Regions from separate parts of the Zea mays genome. Here all the other regions are linked to region 2. Evidence: chromatin contacts called from public Hi-C data. All regions are on one chromosome and are shown on one strand. Each heading gives the region's core, a stretch centred on a gene start, on an enhancer-like site or on the middle of the called end of the contact. The rest is flanking DNA. Distances are from core to core; before and after follow the strand shown. Region 1 holds the start of LOC100281738 (glycerol-3-phosphate acyltransferase 1). Region 2 holds the start of LOC100191717. Region 3 has its middle 33 kb from the start of LOC100281738.

Evidence for each region. A called contact is a pair of places that touch in the nucleus more often than the background predicts.
Region 1: a contact with region 2 is called in a Hi-C map of tassel, with 2.2 times the contacts expected there. The contact joins the promoter of LOC100281738 here to the promoter of LOC100191717 in region 2. A contact is called at or near these places in 2 of 25 Hi-C or Micro-C datasets (ear and tassel).
Region 3: a contact with region 2 is called in a Hi-C map of leaf, with 2.8 times the contacts expected there. The contact joins the enhancer-like site here to the promoter of LOC100191717 in region 2. A contact is called at or near these places in 2 of 25 Hi-C or Micro-C datasets (both in leaf).

Annotation. Positions count from the first base shown.
Region 1 is chr3:35,528,600-35,531,950 of Zm-B73-REFERENCE-NAM-5.0, reverse strand. It overlaps LOC100281738 (glycerol-3-phosphate acyltransferase 1), which reads right to left and starts at 1,684. Exons shown (of 2, transcript NM_001154658.2): 1 at 806-1,684. The coding sequence starts at 1,546.
Region 2 is chr3:35,203,242-35,206,628 of Zm-B73-REFERENCE-NAM-5.0, reverse strand. LOC100191717 reads left to right here and starts at 1,658. Exons shown (of 4, transcript NM_001137146.1): 1 at 1,658-2,163; 2 at 2,299-2,487; 3 at 2,639-2,690; 4 at 2,823-3,192. The coding sequence starts at 1,718. The coding sequence ends at 2,963.
Region 3 is chr3:35,562,018-35,565,365 of Zm-B73-REFERENCE-NAM-5.0, reverse strand. No RefSeq gene overlaps it. Among protein-coding and RNA genes, the nearest start is that of LOC100281738, 33 kb to the right of the region's middle. Within about 2 kb of position 1,720, at least 17 of the 20 cell types and tissues checked have an H3K27ac peak or open chromatin away from gene starts, as enhancers often do. A contact at or near this core is called in leaf, where this site is marked.

The DNA.
Region 1 (3,351 bases), core at 435-2,934, 330 kb before region 2:
TCTTCCATGAAACAACTGTTCTACTGTAGTAATTAGTTTGAGTCTGTATGCCTATGCTTTCTCCACTAGAGAGAGTACACACACTTTTATTTACCAAACTACACTACGTCTCTCTCCAGCCGGCTCCATTGGCAACTTGAGTTTTGACAACTTAGAAGTTAGAACGGTCATAAACACTCTTCCAGTCCGACCTCATCTCTATGTAATCACGTGCAAAATAGTGTTGTACGCTATAAACTGCATTATTTGTATAGTGAAATTTAAAATAGAGAGTGTGATAGAGGATAAGATAGAAAGACTGCTAGAGAGCATGCGCTCAGTCTGGTTGGCAACAAAGGGCAAAGGATTTTCTTTTATATTATAGAAAATATTATATATTTAAGATAAATATTCGTGTACAATGATAATCTGCTGGATATTAAAAAGTCTCGGGCCGCTCCACCAGTGTCTGGCTCTGGCCACTATATATTGCACCATATAATGTCAATATATACCACCGTATGGAGCCCTTTCTTCCATCGTATTGCCTGCCTGGTTCTTCTCTCTAAGTAGTAAATTTTAAATTTTAATATAAAAATTAAAAATCAGATTTTTAGCTGGATGTTATATATTGCGACGTTTTTTTACATGTGTGTATATATATATGACGTACTGTAACATCTCACATATACCGGACGATTAATATATGTTACTTTTCCACGATCCAAATAAATAATTTGAGTAAAGAAGCGTGTAAAAGGACAATAATAAGGATCTATTAGTAAGTACGTAAGCAATGGTCTATTGCTCTCACGTACGGTCTCACCTTGCAGTAGTAAGGACATAAAAGGTAGTGCACCCTACCGCTGCTCGCCGGTCCGACGAGCCCCACGGCGCCCTTCTTTCTCGCAGCCTCCAAGTCGTCGCCAAACACGGCCCGAAGCGTCTTCGCCGCCACCTCATCTGCGTCCTCATCGTCCATCAGCCCCGCGAGGACCCCACCGACCGACCTCACCTCAGGCCCCACGACGGCGTCCACGCCGACATACTCCCTCAGGAATCCGTCCACCATCACCCTCGGGAAGGTTGCGGTCACCGCCACCACCCGCGCTGCCGCCTGCACCGCTGCCACGCCCTCCGCCGCCGTGGCCTCCAGGAAGAACTTGGGCAGCACTGCTCGGCCGACCCTGGCCACCTCCTTCTCCTCCAGCCCGACGAGAGCGACCGTGGCCATGGCCTTAGCCCGCGCGCCGTCGCCGAGGAGGAGGAGCATCAGCGGGTAGAGGAGCAGCAGGAGAAGACCCCGGAGGAAGCCGCCGGCCTCGACGGCGACGAGCATGAAGTACGGGAAGGCGGACACCGGCGGGCGCAGGATCCACGCCTCCACGTCGACCACTAGGGTCTGGCCGTGTAGCATGTCCAACGTGGGCAGCGGCGGCGGCGGCGGGCTCGGCTTCGTCGGCACTGCCATCCTGCCACGGTGGTACCGATGACCGGCGAGCTTCCGCAGGAGGAAGAAGAACAAGGAGACAAATGGATTGCACAATGATGAAGATTTCATGGCCATGGCTATCTATACCTTGCTGGCCTGCTGGTAGGTACCTATTGCCTTCAGGTGCACTAGCTACTATAGCCTATATTTAGTCTATGTGTTGCATGTACATGTAGTCGTCCTGTGGCTTCGATGGGTGTTTGTATCCGCTCCTGAGCTACAAGTGGAGCGCTGGCCTATTTATACTCCACTAAGGCCCCGTTTGACAAAGCTCCAGCTCCTGCTTCTTTAGCTCTAGATCTTGATCCTCGTGAGGAGCTGATCCTCTTGATTCTCCTAGAAAATCAGAATCATTTTTAAAACCATTTGGCAAGTAAACTGATTCTTGTCTTCTGAGAGTTGGTGGTCTGTAGCGATTGTCTGTTTTACTCTTTGCAGTTCAACTTTATTACAAACCAATAAGTAGGATGCATATACGGGAAAAAATATGAAACAATAACATATAAAATATTCCCATCATAGTAGTGCATAAAATGGTCTCAATTGTTTAATCCATAAATTGGCTCGTTATGTTTTTGTCCAATGGCAATTGCGGGTAATTTCGATCAAACTTTAAGGGGAGGTCCATATTTGGTTGGTTGAGGAGCTGTTTTAAGGGAGGGTGGAGCAGGTTTTTTTAGATCCCACCTTTCTTCACAAAAACGACTCCCGATCTTTCGGCTCCACACGAGAATCAGTTTTAAAAAATACCCGTTTGGCACGGCTCCTCCAGATCCTCGTTTAGAATCAGGAGCTGGAGCTGTGCCAAACGGGCCCTAAATAGGCGTCGTTCGTTAGTTTTCTGGTACTGGTTAACTCTGTTAATTCTGTTGGTGTGTGTACATGGCGAGCGCGGGCACCTTACGGCTTAGAATTGACCCCTGTAAATTAGTGTAATCTACATTCCAATCGATCCACCTCAATACATGTGGATTGAGTTCAATACTAAATTACCCAAATTAGGTCTACGGGGTAAGAGAAGACCATGGTGCCGGTAGGGAAGACAACACTAGCGCGATACCAAATGTGAGGAAGGTGTATATGCAAATTAGCTTCGCAACTTTAGCCTCTATAGAAAATCAAGGTTATTCGGTGGCCATAATAATATTTGATGATATCTAATAAAGCCGCTACAAATTAACTTATCATTATCGGAATTCGCTCTTTGCCGAGTGTTTTTTTCGGGCATGCCGAGTGTTTTTTAATACTCCGCAAAGAGCTTGTTTGCCAAGTGTTTTTTACACTAAATAAAGAGTTTCTTTGCCTAGTGTTTTTTTCAACACTAGAGATAATGCTAGTTTGATAGACAATACTAAACCCTAAACCCTAAACCTGTCCAGCAGTGGTAGGAACATCTAGAGACAATGCTAGTTTGATAGATCTCCATAACACATTCATTTTGTTAGTTATGATGCTATTACTCATAATTTGTTCTCTAATTGTGGACTTTGCTCTTTATTACATGATGAATGAGCTACTGACTTTATCAACAATATATTTGTTTCAGGAGGTAGAGAACACAACTCTAACGATCCTCAATTTTCGTTAGGCTTTTTTCTAGATATCCGGTGTCGTTGTCTTTATGAATGAGGCTTGGTCATTTTATTGTGATGGTTGAATATGATGTTGAAGGGATGATATGTGTAAACTTGTTTATTTAAATGTGATGGATGAATGATATTTGATGAATATTGAATGACATCAATATGTGTATGTGGTGTTGAATGTTGAATGGATGATGTGTGATTTATATATGGATATGCAAGTGAATGTAGGGTAAGTCTAGACCCTAGTAATGACTTATTTATGGCAGTCTAAGCGGGCATCCAAAAATAAAGTCA
Region 2 (3,387 bases), core at 409-2,908:
TATAGTGCCGCAGGTGGGAAGGTGAATCGGCAAGATCTCCGGCACCGAACAAACAGTCACCCGCACTCACTGAACGGTGGGCCACAGGGTCCGAGAAGGTGAATCGCTGGCGCGCGCGTAATTGGTGCAAGATGGGGCGCGCGCGACGATTATTTTAATCGTTTCTCGCCAACGAGCTCAGGGAAGGTGTTTTTTAGATCTTCGGCGTCCCGAAGCCTAGAAGACTTTTTCACGGATCAAGCTCGTTACGAAAAACGATCTAGCACCGTGAAGGGGCTACTGTTGGGGGTATGCTTCGTAGCCAAAGATCCTAAAAAGAACACCTTCGAAAGGTCTTCTCAGAAGCAAACGCCGAAGCTATTATCTATAAAGCTTCGGCACAATGACAAATCTCAAGATGAAGGGTTGAACCGACTTAAATATGAATTGACTTAAAGACCCATGATGTTTTGTGTCATTATTGTAGTCGATTGTAAAGGACATAAATGTAATTTTGCGCAGGTTGCATCCTGTGCCTATAAATAGGTGAACAGTATCCCGGCAGTGTTCACGGGATCCTGTAATCATTGACACGTCGCGCTTGAATTATTGCTTTCCACCAAGGCGAAGGTATAAATGTGCCTAAATATTATGTTTTAATACTTGTATATTCATATAATAAAACATGTGAATATATTTTATACTTTATATTTCATTTTTCATTGTTTGTTGTCTTACAAATATGGTCACGAAGGTGAAATCTTCGTGATACTTTACTTATGACCTTCGTCCGAAGCTCATTAAATCCTTGGGGAGATAATGCTTCAGCGGACGAAAGGGCATTTATACTTAACATCTTTGTGTTGCCTTGTTCTTAATTCGAAGCATTTGAGAACAAGTCCCCAACACCAACACTTGGTGAGGTGCACATGCAATACACAAACACCAAACACACATACCGGTATGTTTTTTTCTGTGGATAAATATTTATTTGCCGTACTTGTTTTCTCATTAATGTATCTCATATATTTTGTATAGACCTATCACTATCGCTATAACGGATTGGAACAATATCACGATCCTTCCAACATGCCTTAGTACTATCACTATGACTCGAGATAAACATGTGAGTATTGTGAAATAAGTCGACCTATGTGTCGTTGCCTCGATGGAGAGTTGTAAAAAAACTTATATTTGAGTATTGCGAAGTTCGTTGGTTGTTTGTTGTATGAGAATTGGAGTTTATGGTTGCATATATATGTTATATGTTATTTTGGTGAACACATATCGTGTGGATCAATTAATATTTACTTTGCAATGTGAATTGAGCAAACTACAAATAAATCTTGTCAAAAATTCATTTTTCCGTAAAAACAGCAAAAACCGATTCGTTTCGCGGTTAACCGACGGTTTAGAGCGGTTTTCACCGGTTTTTCACAGGTTTTTCGCCGTTAAACCGGTTCAAATTCAAATTGATTGAATTGGTCAAACCGGTCGATTTTTATCGGTTTATCGTTGGTAAACCGTTACTCGTGGGTAGCGGTTTTTATATATGAAACGGTTTTATAAACCGTGTTTGAGAGTGGATTTTGAAATAAAAAGACGAGACGGTGAATGTGTGAAATGTCTTATTATTGAACATGCGTCGTCAGGACTGAGGACCATCTCCGAGAAACTACTGCGCTACGAAGTGTGGCCCGCCTAGCCCACAGGATAATAACCGGATAAGGGGCATGCAATGCACGCCCAGGTGGCCGTGCTCCTCGCCGCCGGCGCCCCTCCGCCACCGTGGCCGCCTCACCCCTCGTGGCACCATCGCCAGATCCCTTGCCGTCGGCCTTTCAAGCCGCCCCACTCTCTGCGCGACGGCGGCGGCGGACAGCCGCCGCCCCCGGTCGTGGTCCCAGCTTCGAAGAGGCGCGCCTGGCCGGCCGTCTCGGCGGCGCTGTTCGGTGCAGGGTTCCTCCTGGGCCCGCTCCTCGACGGAATCCACTCCCGCGTCGGCCTCCAGGTGTACGGGAACGGCGCCCTCGAAGCCGGGGCCCTTCGCACCCACGTCCTGGTGCCGCCCCTGCTCGGCGCGTTCTACCTCACCGTCGGCCTGCTCCACCTGTTCCTGGACGAGAGGGCGCCCCCGAAATCCAGGGCCACCGGGACCGCGCGGAGGACGGCGACGTCGCTGCTGTGCGTTCTAGATCGATACGCTCGCTCCTCGTCATTCTTCTTTGTCCTCTGCCATGCGCTGCACTGGTAGAGAGAGCAGAGAAATATAGAGCGCGCTGTGACTGTGAATGATATGCATCGGTTCGGTTTACGCAGCGTTCTTGCGCTGTTCATCGAGACGAGCGCGGAGATGTACAGGGCAGGGGTGGCGAGCAACGTGGAGGCCTACGTCCTGTTCGCCGGCGCGGAGTTTGCGTGGCTCTTCCTCGATGGCTCCTGGCTGGGCTTCGCCGTCGCCTGCCTCGTCGGCACGGTTTGCCCGCTCGCGGAGATCCCGCTGATCAAGTTAGTTTACGATAGTCGTTTCATGTTTAATTTGTACCGTACCCCGCGCCCGGATCAGTTGCCAATCTGCTGCTGCGCATGCCCCCCCCCCATGTTCAGCTTTGTTGCAGCCTGGGTGCTCTGCTGATGTGATGTCCCATCCCATGTGCAGGTTGCTTGGGTGCTGGAGCTATCCGAACGCCGACGTCCACCTGCTCGGCGAGGTACGTTTTCTTCTCCGGCAGGCGACAGGATCGTCGGACCACACGCCGCATCCCTTTATGACTTTATTATCTGTTAGATACTAGCCAGCGTGCGTCACGTCGTTGCGCGTGGGTTCGGTTGTTGATCAGCAGGGGCTGGTGAGCTGGACGACGACGTGCTACTTCGTCTACACCCCGTTCCTGGCGAACCTGGCGAGGTGGCTCGATTCACGGCTGGCAATAAACAAGGACGTCGCGGACGCGGAGGGAGGCGACGAGGCAGCTCGGTCTTGAGTCACACCGGCGGGAACACCAGCCGGCGTATCCCGGGCTTGGGTCCATGCGGACTGGAGTTTAGTGCTCGGAGCAGCAGTGCTGTTCGTCTAAAGGCGATGCGGCCTTAATTTTACGATGATGGCCGGGAACCATGTCCGGTGGGCCGGGCCGGGCCGGGGGAGGAGAACGATGGGTACGGTTGCGCATAACTTTTGTTATAATGATCTGAAAGCATGGCCGCATTGATACGGTTGGATGCGTGGGATTTGTCTTCAGGAAAAAGGGCGAAAGGCACTCCTGGGGCGATGTTCGTGGCGACAGGTGTTCTGAATTCTGATACGGTTTAGTCTTTTCGCTCTGATTGAACGCGCACTACTACACCAGTACACCTGAGAAATAGAGTGTCTTGTGTTGTTCTGCTTTGGATGCACACCGCAGAAAA
Region 3 (3,348 bases), core at 471-2,970, 360 kb before region 2:
CATAAATTGCCAAAAAACAGAGAACTTGAGAGCCCTTGACAATTCTCCCCTTATGGGGCCTAATACCTTCTCCCCTAATGGTAAAAGAAATATGAGTGAAGGGTTATACCAATTGAGAGTTACATGAGTAATGGCAAATGATAAATGATACCGTCGGAGTTGGAGTGGAAGCCTTTCCTTTGTCGAATACTCCATTTCTCTTTTAATATATGACTAATCATAGAGACATATTTGAAAGCACATTAGTCTTAGCCTTGGCACAAGAAGAATAAGAAATATGTATTTGTACCAAATGAAAGAGACATGATCAAATGTATATAAATTAGCTATGTGTGCAATGTTTCAATCAAAGTTCCAAGAATCAAGTATATTTAGCTTATTTCTAAGTTTGCTAAAGGTCTTTTCATCAAGTGGCTTGGTAAAGATATCGGCTAATTGGTTGTGGGTGTTAACATAAGCAATTTCGATACCCCCTTTGTTGGTGATCTCTCATAAAGTGATACCGGATGTCTATGTGCTTAGTGTGGCTGTGTTCAACGGTATTATCCGCCATGCGGATTGCACTTTCATTATCACATAGGAGAGGGACTTTGCTCAACTTGTAGCCATAGTCCCTAAGGGTTTACCTCATCCAAAGTAATTACGCACAACAATAACCCGCGGCAATATACTCGGCTTCGGCGGTGGGAAGAACTACTAAATTTTGTTTCTTTGAAGCCCAAGACAGCAGAGATCTTCCCAGAAACTGATAAGTCCCTGATGTGCTCTTTCTATCAATTTTACATCCGACATAATCGGCATCAGAATACCCAATTAAAATTAACATCACACCAAACATAAGAACATACTGCATAATAATGAACTATGCGTTGCTACAAGATCGTGGGAACGAGAACCACTAAAATCGGAGTTACGGTTAAGAAGTTATGATTTTATAGAGTATTTATGTGATTAAAATATTAAACTATATTATAAATTGGTTAATATAAATCATATGAGAGGTTATTCTATAAATACTTATTTCAACTTTAATCTAAGTCATAAATTGATCATATATCATCTTCTACTACATTAATAAGCAGATTAACAAAATTAACCAACAAAAGTTAAATAAAGATCTAATTATAAAAGAATGAAACATGGTAAAATAAATGTTGTTACTGCGTAGTAAATATTTATACGAAGCTAACGCAACTAGAACGGATCAAATCAGAGTTAAAATGGATAAATTATGAATTTCCAAAGTTTTTATGTATTTGATATAAGATTAATTAGGAGATCAATTTTAATACAATTTTTATGTTAAAACAATATTACGTAGTTATAGACAATATTAATACAAAATTATAAGAACTGGAATGAACCAAAAAGGAGCTAAAATGAACTTTCTATGCATTAAATAAGTTCTGGAATTCGTTTTACATTGGAAATTCATTTCCCTATTTTCTCCGAGCTCTGGCCTGCGCACACAATAACCTGGGAGCTCAAGGTTTATTCTGTAAAACCTACCAGACTTAGTCACACCCGAGACGTACTGCGGCTTATTGTTGTAGAAGCCGAGGGGCTCATTTGCGAAACGGCCGAGCCGAAGGGGTACGGGCGCGTTACAGTCGTACGATCTAAATTGGACGCACGAGATTAGATTAAGTACCCTATGAACCGGTGTGCACTCACAGCCGTTGGATACCAGATCTAAGATCCGGATTTAATGAGGCTGGGATCACATCCTCGCCGCTGGCTACGAAACCAACGGCCACGATCCCCACGCCGAGGCACTACCCTATCATCTAATCCTACCCCTCCGTTTAACATCCGACGGCCCGGATCCCATTATGCGAAGGGGTACGATTCTTTTAATCTGGCGCGCCCACTACAAGATCAACGGTCAGGGCATCTCTTCCCTACCCAACAACGGAGCATGGCGGCGAGCAGAGCTCTCTGCGCGACGGCGGACCTCGCCGGAGCACTTGCAACCGGCGTGCTAGAGCCCCAAGCCCCTCCTCGAAGGGTTCCAAACATTCTATGTACGAAGGCGAGTCGACTGGGGAGTTTCTTACCGAGATTCGTGTAGTTGTTCACCACGGCCACAGTCAATGGCGGATCAGCGGCGGTGCTGTAACTTAGGCGAGCAATTCCCGCCGGTCAGCGGCTCCTCCGTCGATTGGCGCCGGTCCCAACGCCTGCCACCGCATCCCGATGAAGCACGAGGGCCGATTGCACCGGTTCGCCGCGGCGGCCGCCCGACTCGCACCCCTCTACACACGACGGCGCAGACACAACTCGGTCCAAGCTTCCTTGTGGCAATGGCGAGGGGTGGTTATGGAATCCGAGCGATCTGTGGCCAGTCGCACCCAGGGAGACTATTATTCGCGGCTAGTTTGATTGCGGGGCGGCGGTAGAATCACGGCTTATGACTTCTGGGCGCCGTGTGGCTGGATAAGGGCACGAGCGACTCCGGCGGCTGGCTTCCCCTGGTACGCGGCTGAGAGGAGCAAGGAAGAATCGCGTCCGGTTTTTATACCCCGAGGTAATGCGCGGATTTCGGCAGCCGTGGCGCGAGCGACGGACTTGGCCCACACGCGGGATCCACGGCGTTCGTGCGACTGTTGCATTCGTCTCGGAGTAGAGGTAGGAGACGACCCCCCCCGGGCCCACGAGTCAGTATGTGGTGAATGCCCTAAACAAGTGTATGACCAGATGGTCCCATCGGTCAGTCGAAGGCATAACCCAGGCACGCGCGTCATCCATTACCTGAGCGTCATGGAGTGAAGAGGCGGGCCGGCTGGGGGTTATTTTCGGCCCATTCAGAGCATGCAAAAGAGCAGCGTGGAGGTATTCTGGGCCGAGAAGTGCGGTTCTGGCCCAAAGCACCCAAAGCACAGGTAGTTTCTCTTTTCCTTTATCTCTTCTATTCCTTTTTATTTCTATTTTTTAATTCGAATTTGAATTCCCAATTCAAACCAGGTATTTTGAATTTCAAAATTTATTTAAAATGAACAAACAAAGAGATTTGCCAACATGCAATGCAAGGTTCATTTTATTCTTTTAATTAATAGTTTAATTTCCAATGCATAGTTAATGCTTCCTAAAATTCAAATAACTTTTCTATTTTATTTAAAACTTGAGGTCAACTTTAAGTTATGATTTCTTTGTTTCAATAAAATGCATCACAACAGAATTTTCAGCATGATATGTATATTTCTTTATTTATTTATTGGTTATTTGACTAATATTAACTGATTATGAAAAGAAAGGGAACTAACAAATCTCCAAAGGTTTCAAAAATTCTTAAAACACTAACATGAATGTATTTATTTATTTATATCATTATTTTTCTCTGATACAAAA